2 separate regions of the Mus musculus genome follow, and region 2 is linked to region 1. Evidence: chromatin contacts called from public Hi-C data. All regions are on one chromosome and are shown on one strand. The core of a region is the stretch at or near the end of the contact, and the rest is flanking DNA. Distances in the headings are between cores, read along the strand shown.

What was found. Hi-C and Micro-C count contacts between places; a contact is called where the count stands out from the background.
Region 2: a Hi-C map of cerebral cortex shows a contact between it and region 1, with 1.9 times the contacts expected there. The contact joins two enhancer-like sites. A contact is called at or near these places in 1 of 39 promoter capture datasets (the 3T3-L1 cell line), 10 of 484 Hi-C or Micro-C datasets (the 3T3-L1 cell line, the HPC-7 cell line, beige adipocytes and 6 more) and 1 of 9 other capture datasets (adipose tissue).

What each region holds. Positions count from the first base shown.
Region 1 is chr1:64,851,547-64,857,224 of GRCm38.p6, reverse strand. All of the region lies in intron 6 of Plekhm3 (pleckstrin homology domain containing, family M, member 3), which reads left to right. Among named protein-coding and RNA genes, the nearest start is that of Gm51628, 32 kb to the left of the region's middle. Within about 2 kb of position 3,399, at least 81 of the 459 cell types and tissues checked have an H3K27ac peak or open chromatin away from gene starts, as enhancers often do. A contact at or near this core is called in cerebral cortex and pancreatic cancer cells, where this site is marked.
Region 2 is chr1:64,915,886-64,921,563 of GRCm38.p6, reverse strand. It overlaps Plekhm3 (pleckstrin homology domain containing, family M, member 3), which reads left to right. Exons shown (of 8, transcript NM_001039493.1): 3 at 1-14. Among named protein-coding and RNA genes, the nearest start is that of Gm51628, 32 kb to the right of the region's middle. Within about 2 kb of position 2,408, at least 73 of the 459 cell types and tissues checked have an H3K27ac peak or open chromatin away from gene starts, as enhancers often do. A contact at or near this core is called in cerebral cortex and pancreatic cancer cells, where this site is marked.

The sequences.
Region 1 (5,678 bases), core at 2,150-4,649:
ATTCAAGTCCACTTTTGTCTACAGAGCAAATTCCAGGACAGCTAGGGTTACATAGTGAGACCCTGGCTCAAAGAAAAAAAAAAAGATATTATTTAGTCTTTTAAAAGACTTTTTAAAAAAATTTCTGTATACCTGTGTATATCTCTGTGTATATATGTATGTGTTGATACCCACAGAAGCCAGAAAAGAATGTCAGATCCCCTGAGGCTGTAGTCACAGGCAGTTGGTTGTGAGCCATCCAACATCAGTGCTGGGAACCAAACTCAGGTCCTCTGCATAAGCAGCCAGAGTTCTTAGCCACTGAGCATCCTTCCTGCCCCTGCTAGTGAAGTTCTTTGTGGGACACTTGGTCTTGTTTGGGGTGCTTTTTGCTGTTTGTTTCTTTTCTTTTTTTCCATTTTATCTCATTTGTTATATATATATATATATATATATATATATATATATATATAATTATTATTATTATTTACTTATTTATTAGGTATTTTCTTCATTTACATTTCCAATGCTATCCCAAAAGTCCCCCATACCCTCCCCCCCTCCACTCTCCTACCCTCCCACTCCCACTTCTTGGCCCTGGCGTTCCCCTGTACTGGGGCATATAAAGTTTGCAAGTCCAATGGGCCTCTCTTTCCAATGATGCCGACTAGGCCATCTTCTGATACATATGCAGCTAGAGTCAAGAGCTCCAGGGTACTAGTTAGTTCATAGTGTTGTTCCACCTATAGGGCTGCAGACCCCGAGCTCCCATATATTGGGGAGAGGCTTTCTGTTAGGAGGTGCGAATACACGGTGTTACACACTCAAAAGGCTAAAAGGCACAGGCAGCCACGAAGCTTTTGTGAACATGTGGACATGTAAAATGGAAATTTTAATAGGAAAATTTCTTCCAAGAGGTTTTCCTTGTTTTGATACCTTGAGAGGAGGGAATAGAATAGAATTTGTTTTGTTGTTTTATTTCATGTGTATAGGTGTTTCCCTGCATGCATATCTGCACACCATATGATGCCTGGTGCCCACAGAGGCCAAAAGAGGACGTCAGATACCCTGGAACTGTATTTACAAGACAGTTGTGAGCTACCATGTGCATCCTGGAAGTTATACCCAGAACCTCTGAAAGAACAGCAAGTGCGTTTAAATACTGAGCCATCTCTCCAGCCCTTGTTTTGTTATTTTCAATGTATTCAGCATTATCAGGTATCCATGGGAAGACTTTAAGACAGAAATACAATAGAAGAATGTGTCCCAACAATATTGCAGATATAGTACCACATTCCCATTGCCTTGGGTTTCCCCTGTTGCCAGTGAGTAGTAGACAAGCCAGCCCCTTACTTCTACCCCCTTGATTTTTTTAACAGTGATTTTAAAAGTTCCACATTTTACCAGAGACTATGAGCATATGGAAGTTTCTGTGGAGCAGTTCTTAGCTGTTGTGTGGATCCAGTTAGAATCCTGGTTGGAATATGTCACTCCCTAGAGTGTAAATAAGGAATTCTAATGGTCCTTCTGAAAGGCTAGGTCAGAGTGAACTTTTACGTGTGCTACGAAACAAAACCTAAAATATATATGAATCACTGCTTCCTCTGGTGTTACTCACCTTCAGGACACTTGTAAGATAAGCATTCAGTGATTCTAGTCATGTGGGATTCAACAGAAAGGATCCTGGATGCTCCCAGGGGTGGGGCAGTGGGCTAGTGTAGCCCTTCCTCACCCTTCCACCCCCTCACCCACCCCCTCACCCCCTCGAAAACCTCCCCTGTAGGACAGTTTAAGGGTCCTCTTCCTCACTAGCTACTTTCCCTGGATTCCAAATTTTCCAAAATAGACCTTACTTTCAGATTATAGTGAGGAAAATAATAACTATGCTACCACATACACATTCACTTATGGTACTAATACAGTGAAAACAGTATGCTATTTCAGGGAGAAACATTTCACACATTTCAATTGTTTACTTTTTTGTTTTAGTGTTTCAAGACAGGGTTTCTCTCGGTAACCATGCTGTTTTAGAACTCATTCTGGTTGGCTGCCAATAACTCAGCGATTCCCCTGCCTCTGCCTGAGATTAAAGGTGTGTGCCGCCACCACCTGGCTCAATAAATTGCTTTTAATGAAGAAAAGAGATGGAAAAGTTTAGGATTTTAAGTAGAGTTGTGAGTGGGAGGGATGCCAAAGAAGAGGGAGGGCCTGAAGACCTGGAGAGTCATGAAAAGAATGAGCTATAGCCAAATGCAAAATCCCTCTCCAGAGTGTCCTAGAACAGTTGGTCGGTGGGTTGGTCGCTTGTTTCACACAGAAGTAATTAGCATTAACATCTCACACATGTGCATATTCAGTGGTGGGGTGGCTGGATAGATAGGAGGGAAGGGATGCATAGTCCCCCCCCCACCCCGGCCATTTGTGTGTGTGTGTGTGTGTGTGTGTGTGTACATGCTCATATACATGCATACATATTCCAGAAGATTATGTCAGGTGTCTGCCTCTATCCATTTCCACCTGGTTCTCTCACTAACCCTGAACTTTTCAGAGCCAGCATGCTTTTACATGGGTTCTTGGAATCTGAGCTTAGGCCCTCCTCCTGTCACAGCAAGTGCTCTTACTCACTGAGCCATCACTCCAGCTCCCTGATCTCTGCTTTTGACTATCAAGATAATTGTGAGTTGTTTAATGTCGCCCAATTTTTGTTTGTATTTTAGACAGGTCTTGCTGTACCACACAGGCTGACTTCCAGTCCAGTCTTCCTGCTTTAGCCTCCAGAGTGCTGGGATTGCAGGCATGCACTTCCAAGCCTAGCTAATTTTTGCAATCTTTCTGAACACTCACTAAATGTCCCTGGATGGCAAACTTCTCTGCTGAGATTTTGCAGAGTTGCCCTATTCATCACTGTGACATAAATGTCTGTCAGAAATGTTGTACAGGAACAATGTATCTGGTGGTCCACTTCAGAGCTTCTCTAGAGCTATAGCTAGTAAGTTCACAAAAAGGCCATGTCCAAGGCAGTTCAAGGCCAGTCTTTGAAGATATGTTTTGCTGAATTCTTCAAGGATGTTGGTGAATCACTTTGTATGCCCTGCCCCCACCAAGCAAACAGACTCACAGAGTGTTGTTCTCTGTGGGCACTCTTCACAGAGGCAGCAGACAAAGGAAAGGCCTAAGTGGGCACTCAGGGCAGCTGACCTTCTGCCAAAGTACTAACAGGTGATGACCTTTATTCACGTGAGGGTTGATGTCACTGAGTCCACAGCCAGCAGGAACACAGTGCTTCAGTGCCCACAACCAAGTCACCAATCCCCAAGCCTCAGGAGGCTGAGGAACTTGTATTCATAGCCTCAGCAGCCCTGATCCCTGCACCATTGTCCACCCAAGCATTATGGGGCAGAATAACTAATTAGGAGCATTCGGATTTAACAAGCAGAAACACAAAGCCTGACAGCTCGCCTGCGTCACTCCCTAGCCAGTGCTTGGGTCTGCTGTAGCTACTGTGCCTTCAGAAACCCTGGACACATTCTGGGATGTGGCAGGAGTGAGCTATCGTTAAGACATCAGTAAATCTGTTAACCACTCTACAGGTCTGTTCTATACAATTAATGAACTAGGGGGGAAACATAAGGTATTTGGGAAAATGCTTTTTAAGCAAATGAATATTTAGAAAAATGAATGTGCCTGCTTTCCTCAAAGGTTTTTTCTGAGGTGGTGAGAAGGGGTTGAATGTTACTCTTTGAAGGCCCTGTTGCTTGGCAGTCTCAAGGGAGCAGGTGTTTCTTGAGCAGGTGCCAGGCAGTCCATGCCTCCTGATCAGACCCCAGGCTGTTCCTGATCCTGTGTGGAAGTGGAAGGGACCGAATGATAAGTCCCATGTACAAGTCCTAGATCCAGAACAGAAGCCTTCAGTCTGTGCTTCCCACCGACCATAATGACTGCATTTTTTTTAATTTAGTTTGGTTTAGTATAGTTTGGTTCAGTTCAGTTCAGCTTAGTTCAGTTTAGTTCTTGTTTGTTTTTTGTTTGTGTGTGTGTGTGTGTGCGCGCGGCTGAAGGGGATTTGAAGGGGATTTATAAAGGAAGTAAACAACAAGGCAGTGGCACAGATTGTTCTTTATGGTAGCTGGTTAGTCTTAGCATCGTGCCCAACTATAGTGTGGTTCACAGGTGCATTAAAGGATTGGGGGAGAAGAACAGGATTGTAGCAGAAAAAATGTTAACATTCAAGTACAGACTTAATGAAACTTTTTTAAAAACCAGCTCAGAATGATGACCTTCTATGAATTTGGATAGGAAGCCCCATTAAGCAGGTGAAGAGAGCTCAGTTGATGGTCCCCATAAGCCCCTTCGGCACAAGCACCATCTAATGGCTGAGGATGCAGCCACAAAATTGGAAGGTGGCCAGTCAGTATTGAAGTCAGTTGTCTGGGACACTTGGCTCCTACTTATTTTTAGTCATCTCTGTGTTGGTGGTGATTTTTGTGTTGTTTCTTCCCATTTATATAAAATCCATCATAATGTGAACTCATTAAGGACTGTTTCCAAAGAACACTTGTGCTATCCATAGCCTGACTGCCCAGCCTGACACCTCACAGAGAAGGTGTCACCAGGAACGTGAGCCTGTCATGCTATATTCAGCTAGTAGGGCATATTTCTGTGTGTTCATTATCTATTGCTATACAACAGATTAACCCCAAACATATAATTTAACACAAGAGTGAACAGTAATTGTCTCTCATGGTTGTTATGGGCCAGGAATTCCTGAGAAGTTCAGTTGAGCTGAGGTTGCAAGGAGTACACTGGGTGGGGCCTGTGGTCACCAGCTGGAGCAGTGTCAGCTACTCCCACAGCTGGCAGATGAGGGCTGACTGTTAGTGGGAGGCCTCTTGTCTGAGCCCACATGGGCCACGCTACAGGATGTCCAAGGAGTCCTCAGGATGTGATAGCTGCCTTGAGGATGGTTTAAGAGAGCAAGAGATAGGTGATGTAATTCTTTCTGTGTGGCCTGGCCTTAGAAACCCAGGCACTGCCATTTCTGCCATATTCTGATGGCTAAAAAGCATTGCTAAAGCATGTTCCAGTGGTACAGGCCATGAGCAAGGAGTGCCTGAAGACTCCATTTTTCTCTTTCATTTGTGTGTATATGTTCTTGTGTGTTTATGCATGTACACATACAAACCAGAGAACAACTTACAATGTTATTTTTCAAGTAGTGTCCACGTTTATTGGTTTGTTTTCTTTATGTTTTGCTTTCTTGTGTTTTTGATTGGGTCTCTCAGGTGGCCTAGGGTTCACCATGTAGGCTAGCTTGGCTGGTCAGCAAGCCCAGGGACCTGTGTGTGTCTACATCTGCGAGGTGTACAAGTCATACCACCCCACTGTACCCACCGCCTCTCCCACTTTTCACATTGTCAAGGGTATATAAGCGTATTATAAACTACCCTGCTCTGGAATAATACCACCTCACATCTGCACACCCCTTATATCTAATCCCCTAAACAACTCTGTGAGATAGATATGGCTACCTTTAACTTTTAATATACTTACTTGTGTAGCTCATGTCACAGTGCGTGTGGAGGTTGGCCCTCTCCTTTTACTGTGTGGGCTCCATTACCAAAGTCCACCAGGCCTCAGGAAAGCCACCTTACCCACTGGGCTGTCTTGCCAGCTCTGGCCTCTTTTAAAGACGTATTTGT
Region 2 (5,678 bases), core at 1,159-3,658, 65 kb before region 1:
TTTCAAATGTGCAGGTATGAAACATTTCATCTAGCCTGATGCTCATGCTGGAGCTTCCTTCCCCAAGCCCTATGTGGCATTTCACCTTTAACCCTTCTCATTCAACAATGTAGATGTTGGTGTTACAATTGTCTGTATATCAAAAGCATCTCTTCTCTAAGAAGTGTACTTACTGCATTAAAAATATGCTGGGTGCCAGGTCAGCTAGGGCTGTGAAGTGAGATAAAATAAATAAATAAAATAAAATAAAATCTAAGTAGTGCACAGGGGGCTAAGTTAGGTTGGAAGCTAGTGTGGGCTACGTATCAAGTATCAGGTCTGTCAGGGCTACTGTGTTACAGTGTGAGGCCTTTTTTCAAAAATAAACCAAACCGAACAAAATCTATCCATCCTAATGCCCTTTGGTAATGTAAACAGAAGCAGCTATGCTTACCTCAGTGAATCACAATGACTTGGCCAATGCCTGGCCAGGATGGGATTTAGGCCTCCTGAGTCAGCAGGATTCTATCTCCTCTGCCTTCTTGAATAATGATCACTGTAACTGTGCATGTCACAGATTGTTTCATGACAGAACTTTGCATCCCAGCTAACTACTGACATTCCTTAGGCAAGGCAAATGTTGTTCCTAGCTAGCAGCTGAAATTGATCATGACCTTGTCAAATCTTGTTCCAGTAGACTCTATAAAGTCAGTATTGAGGACAGCGTGGGGATGGCCAAAAGAGGGTGAAGAGCAGATGACTGCTGAGATAGGAGGGGAAGAAGCCCAGTGTCCCTGGAACACTGTAAGATTGACAGAGTGGACCTCACTCAGAGCTCTTCAACAGTGCTATTCCTCTTTATCCCCATTCTCCTCGCCTCTCACAAACACTGAAATAGGAAGAGAAAGGTGAGAAAAGACCTCCCCCTAAACCAGATTTGTTCACCTACTAAGCTAAATTAAAGTTACCTCCCTTTCATTTGTGATGATAACTTACCACAAAGACAGACTTAATTGGAAGCCTGATGGAGAAATTTTTAATTCAAGCATTGTAGACTTATAAATATGCGTTTAAAAGTGAAAAGATCTCACCACCAGCCAAGAGTTTATGCTCTGTTCTTGCCCTGCATTGAAAAAAGCAAATGGTGATGGTCAGAATGAAAACCTACATTTTAAATTCACTAGAGTCACGATGGCCACCTTTCTATCGGAAAACAATGGACTTTAAGGAGGGTCTTAGTGACTGTGCATAGGAACTTTGCAGTGAGGATGGCAAAAGGGGAAACTCTGAGCCAGAAATACCAGCACAAGCAGATGTGCCACCTGTAGTTCTAACACTGGGAAGGCTTCGAGGCAGGAGGATTGCCAGTTTGAGACCAGTCTAGGATTGATCATGAAAACCTGTCTCAGAAAACAAAAACACGTTGAGAGCCAGCATAGAAGCCATAGGAGGTAATGTGTGTGTGTCTGTATATATGACAAGAGCAGACCTGTGCTGAACCAGTTAACTACTTTTGGAAGTGTTTTTGATAAGAAAATACTACCTTTAGTAGTTTTGGTTTGTTTAATTTGTCATTTATTTATTTTACTTATTCTTGAAATTGTTAGCATTTCAGTGTTTTTTTGGTGCCTATATTATTATATTTTGGAATTCAGGCATTCAGTAATACTCTACTAATTGCTTACAGGATAGGCATCCTGAATTCATAATATACTTACTTGTGTGACATTAGATTGCTGATAGAGTCCATAAATTCCTTGTAATTGGAAAATAGGAGACTAGCCCAGCCTTGTTCTCAAGTTAGTCACTGGAGTCTCTGCCTTAAGAGACTGTATAGTAAGAGAATGAAGAAAGCCCTGCGTGGGCTGTGAAGGCTGCCACTCAGTTAACACTTCTCACCTGTCTCTCAGTTTGCTTCCTGAAGGAGCATGCATTGCCCATATGTTGCATTGCATTGAGTAAAGGGAGTGTTGGAGAGCAGGCCCAGTGCAACTAAAGCTTGGAGAGAGAAAAACAGGGAAAGGCAAAGCGAGGAGCCGAGGCCCGAAGAAGGAAGCGAAGAAGAGGGAAAGTATTACATAATGGGTGAGAGCAGACCTTTCTGGCAGTGTCTGTCACCCAGTTCCCTGTGACACGACGCATCCCTTGGCTGTCTAAATTTGGAGCTTGATAAATCTGGACTGTTGGGGGTAGCTGAGTACGGAGAGCAGGGAGCTCAGCACAGGGTTACAAGTGGAATTGGGTTGCTCGCTTGCGCAGCTGGTGCTTCATGCTTCGGCTTGGCAGTCCGATGGGGTGCAGGTGCGTTTCTAACTCAGAGAGACCGCTAACTTGTAAGTGTGTAACGTACAGTGTACTGCATTCAAGAGTAAAACCAGTTCACTCCCTTTACAGCATATGTGGTTTGCAGGCATTTTCGTTCCCAGTGCTAAACCAGGAAGATTGTTTTTCTGCCTCAGGTTGGGAATTATTCTGTGTGTCCTGTAGGGGGCAGAGTCTCAAAAGAAAAAGAAAAAGAAAAGAAAAGAAAAAGCTTTGTTATACAAACCTGAATGTTTTTTAAATTAGTGGGAGGCTGTTAGTCGTCCAAGAGGTTGCTATAGCAGATGGCCCTTTTAAGGATCCATGCTTCTCTCAGCATTGGTGATTTAAATCACTTGCTTTGCTTTTTGTAACTGTGTGCTGATGACACAGACCGGGTGGAAAAGCAGCTAGAGAACTAGCATGTCTGCCTTCCAGGCTGCCAGTCAGTTTAGCACATTGGACTTCATGCACTCATTGAGAAGCAAATTCACAGACTTTCATGGCTTTAGTGTATCTCTTTAGACTGTTAAGTTTTTAATGTTTACTTAGTCCCTCCCCCATTAAATATTTTGGATGAATAAGGTTGCACTGAGTAGGCTCTTAATTCTGTTGTCATTTGGTTGCTATTTAGAGGAGCTACAAATATTGGCTTTTACATATATAAAATATGGACCGTTGGTCCTGTTTCACTAAATTCTTTCTCTAAGTGAAGACTTCTTAGGTCTCTTAAGTTTTAAACAGTTCCTACAGAGAAAATGGAGCATGACCATACCAGGATGCCTGAGGTTATGGTTTTGAAGCTATATGGGGAGCCATAACTCCATATTTCTTGGCTCATGCTTAGACTTAGGATAGTTGTGTGTGCTAGCTGCATAGCTTCCTTTCCAGCTCCGTGGCTGCTTAGCAAGCCCTTGCTACAGAAGCCTAACCATGTTCAAGTCTGTCTCCTGGGTACCCCTGAGCTCTCCAGAAAGCTAACCATGTTCACGCCAGTCTCCTGAGGACCCCTGAGCTCTCCAGTCCCACCTCCTGACGGCTGAGAACCCATTCCTGTGCTCGTTTGCTTATTCTCTGCTTGCCAAGTGCATGGCTGTGCCTGAGGTCAGAGTGTTAGAAATGTGGACGTAACCCCTTCCCTCATTAGACTGTAGGCAGCTAGGAATGTTAGATATTAAATAATAACATTGGTAACTGCCAAATAGCAGCCACGACCAGATTCACAGATGTGACAGCCACATTCCAGATCCCCGAGCCGTCAGAGGTAGGTAGAGCCAGGTAGGACTGTAGAAGATCATTTCTGGACTATAAAAAAGGCACTCAATGCAGATGAACTTCATGTTTGACCATGACGTCACAGAAAGTTCTTGAGCAGAGCAATGCATGCTGGGCGAGGTGCTGCAGAAGTGTTATTTGGGGATGCTTTTCTATGGCCTCTGTCAAAAGCGTCTACGATAGAAAATGAGGTGTGCTTCTTTAGTGAAACACAGGCTGGAATTCAGCATTGTATTTGACAATAAGGAACCTGTGATTTAAAAATATTAATGCTTAAAAGGTGATTGTTCAGTTTATTAAAATATCTAGTATATGGCCATAAGTGTTTCTAAATTTGGTTTTCATAACTGCCATGTACATTAGATTAAAACATGCTTGTTTTCTTTAGGAATTTGACATGTGTACCTACTCAGCAGATACATCGTTTTCTTGGTTTTGGGGCACACAGTTAAGTTTCCAGCAATTAAGAAACCTAGCAATTGAGTACAATAGTTTCAAGAGCCTGTGACTATATGGTGTGACAGGGATGCAGTGCTCACCTTCAAAACTGTTCCTCGTGAGACTGTTCTGTAGTCTGGGTGTGATTTGGATGGCCCACTTAGGGCAGTGCTCATGAGTGGGACTGAAGTTGAATGTGGGAAGGGACCAAGAGTGGGCTTAGGGCTGCCTCCGGTGCTTCCCTCTGCCGGTTTTATGGTCTGTTCCCTGGCTGCTGTTTAACCTCTGAGGACTGCTGTTGGTGACTGTGCATCTCTGGCATCAAGAGCTGTTGCTTTCCTTTTTCTTCCCCTGCAGCCCTGGGAGGGGTAAACTCAAAGGGGGGAAAAGTTTTGCTGTGAATTCTTCAGCCATTTAGTGCAAATTCCTGTAATTACCGGCATTGTGTCTCTTCTGAATGGCACATAATACAGCAGAAGCCATTCCTAATTGAGACCTTACAGGAGGTACAAATCCCCTCTTTGTTCAGCCTGACAAATTAGTGCCAGAAAGTGGCAGGGTCCGAATGGGAATCAAAGGCAAGAAGCACAAAGATGGGACTTAAGGCTACAGTAATAACCCTCTCTTGTCCTGAAGGAAAAAAGTAATGACCAATGAAAATGAAGGCTTTTTCCTCCCTCTGTGTGTGTGTGTGTGTGTGTTGTTGTTGTTGTTGTTTGTTGTTGTTATAAATTCCCTTGACAGGACAGCACCTCGGGGCTGCTCTATTTATTTAGTAAAAGTGATTAAATAGTAATACAACAGGGTAGCCCATTGTTTCCCTGGGCACCCCCATCTCACAGACCCCTGTTGCCTTGGCTAATTGATTGACAATGAACCTCTGAAAAAGAAGTTTGTTGTTAGGACCTGGGATGTGGAGCATCCCTGCACCCTGCTGTGTGCGTGCCCCGTTCATTTTTGTGTGAACTGTATTCCAGTTTTCCTTTGCCTCACCTTACTGCTTCTTTCCTTCTCCCTTTGCTCTCTCTGTCTTGGTTACTTCTCTGCTCCCCTTTGCTCCCAGACACAGACAAGCAGGTAAGGAAGAGTTAGACTTTTTTAGTACAGGCTTTGCAGAGATCTATCTTTGGGGTCAGCTCCCCGTTCCTTCTGGGGGTCGATAGAACAAGGGGGAAAAGGGATTGCACGTGCTTTCTGCTGTTTTTAACGTGTGGGAATGGTTGTCTGGAAGTTGTGTTTGCTCTAAGATTCCCCCCCCCCCCAAATTCTTTGCTCAATTGCTTGAAGGGAAAAAAAAATGTCCTTATACCAATAGCATTTACATGTTGGGGGAGGGGGATTTGGAGGCAGAAACAAACCCCTTTTTCAGTGGCTCTCAGTTCCTGAGAAACCAGACTTGATTACTTGAAGATCAGATCTGGCTGTTTGTTGGTGTAACTCAGGACCTTAAGGATGCTGGAAGCTTTGGGAAGACAACCAAAGGCCTCCAGGCAGATAATGAATGCACCCCCACCTTATATATGCTCAACTAGCTAAGCTGAAGATAAATCCCTAATTTAACTCTGTTACAGCTGCAAAAACAAATCATTTTAAGCCCCCAGGAAAGCAAAATATGTTAAACAAACAGTATCGACCTCACTAATACCACATGGCATTTCGTGTGATAAATGAGGGCATATTTCTGG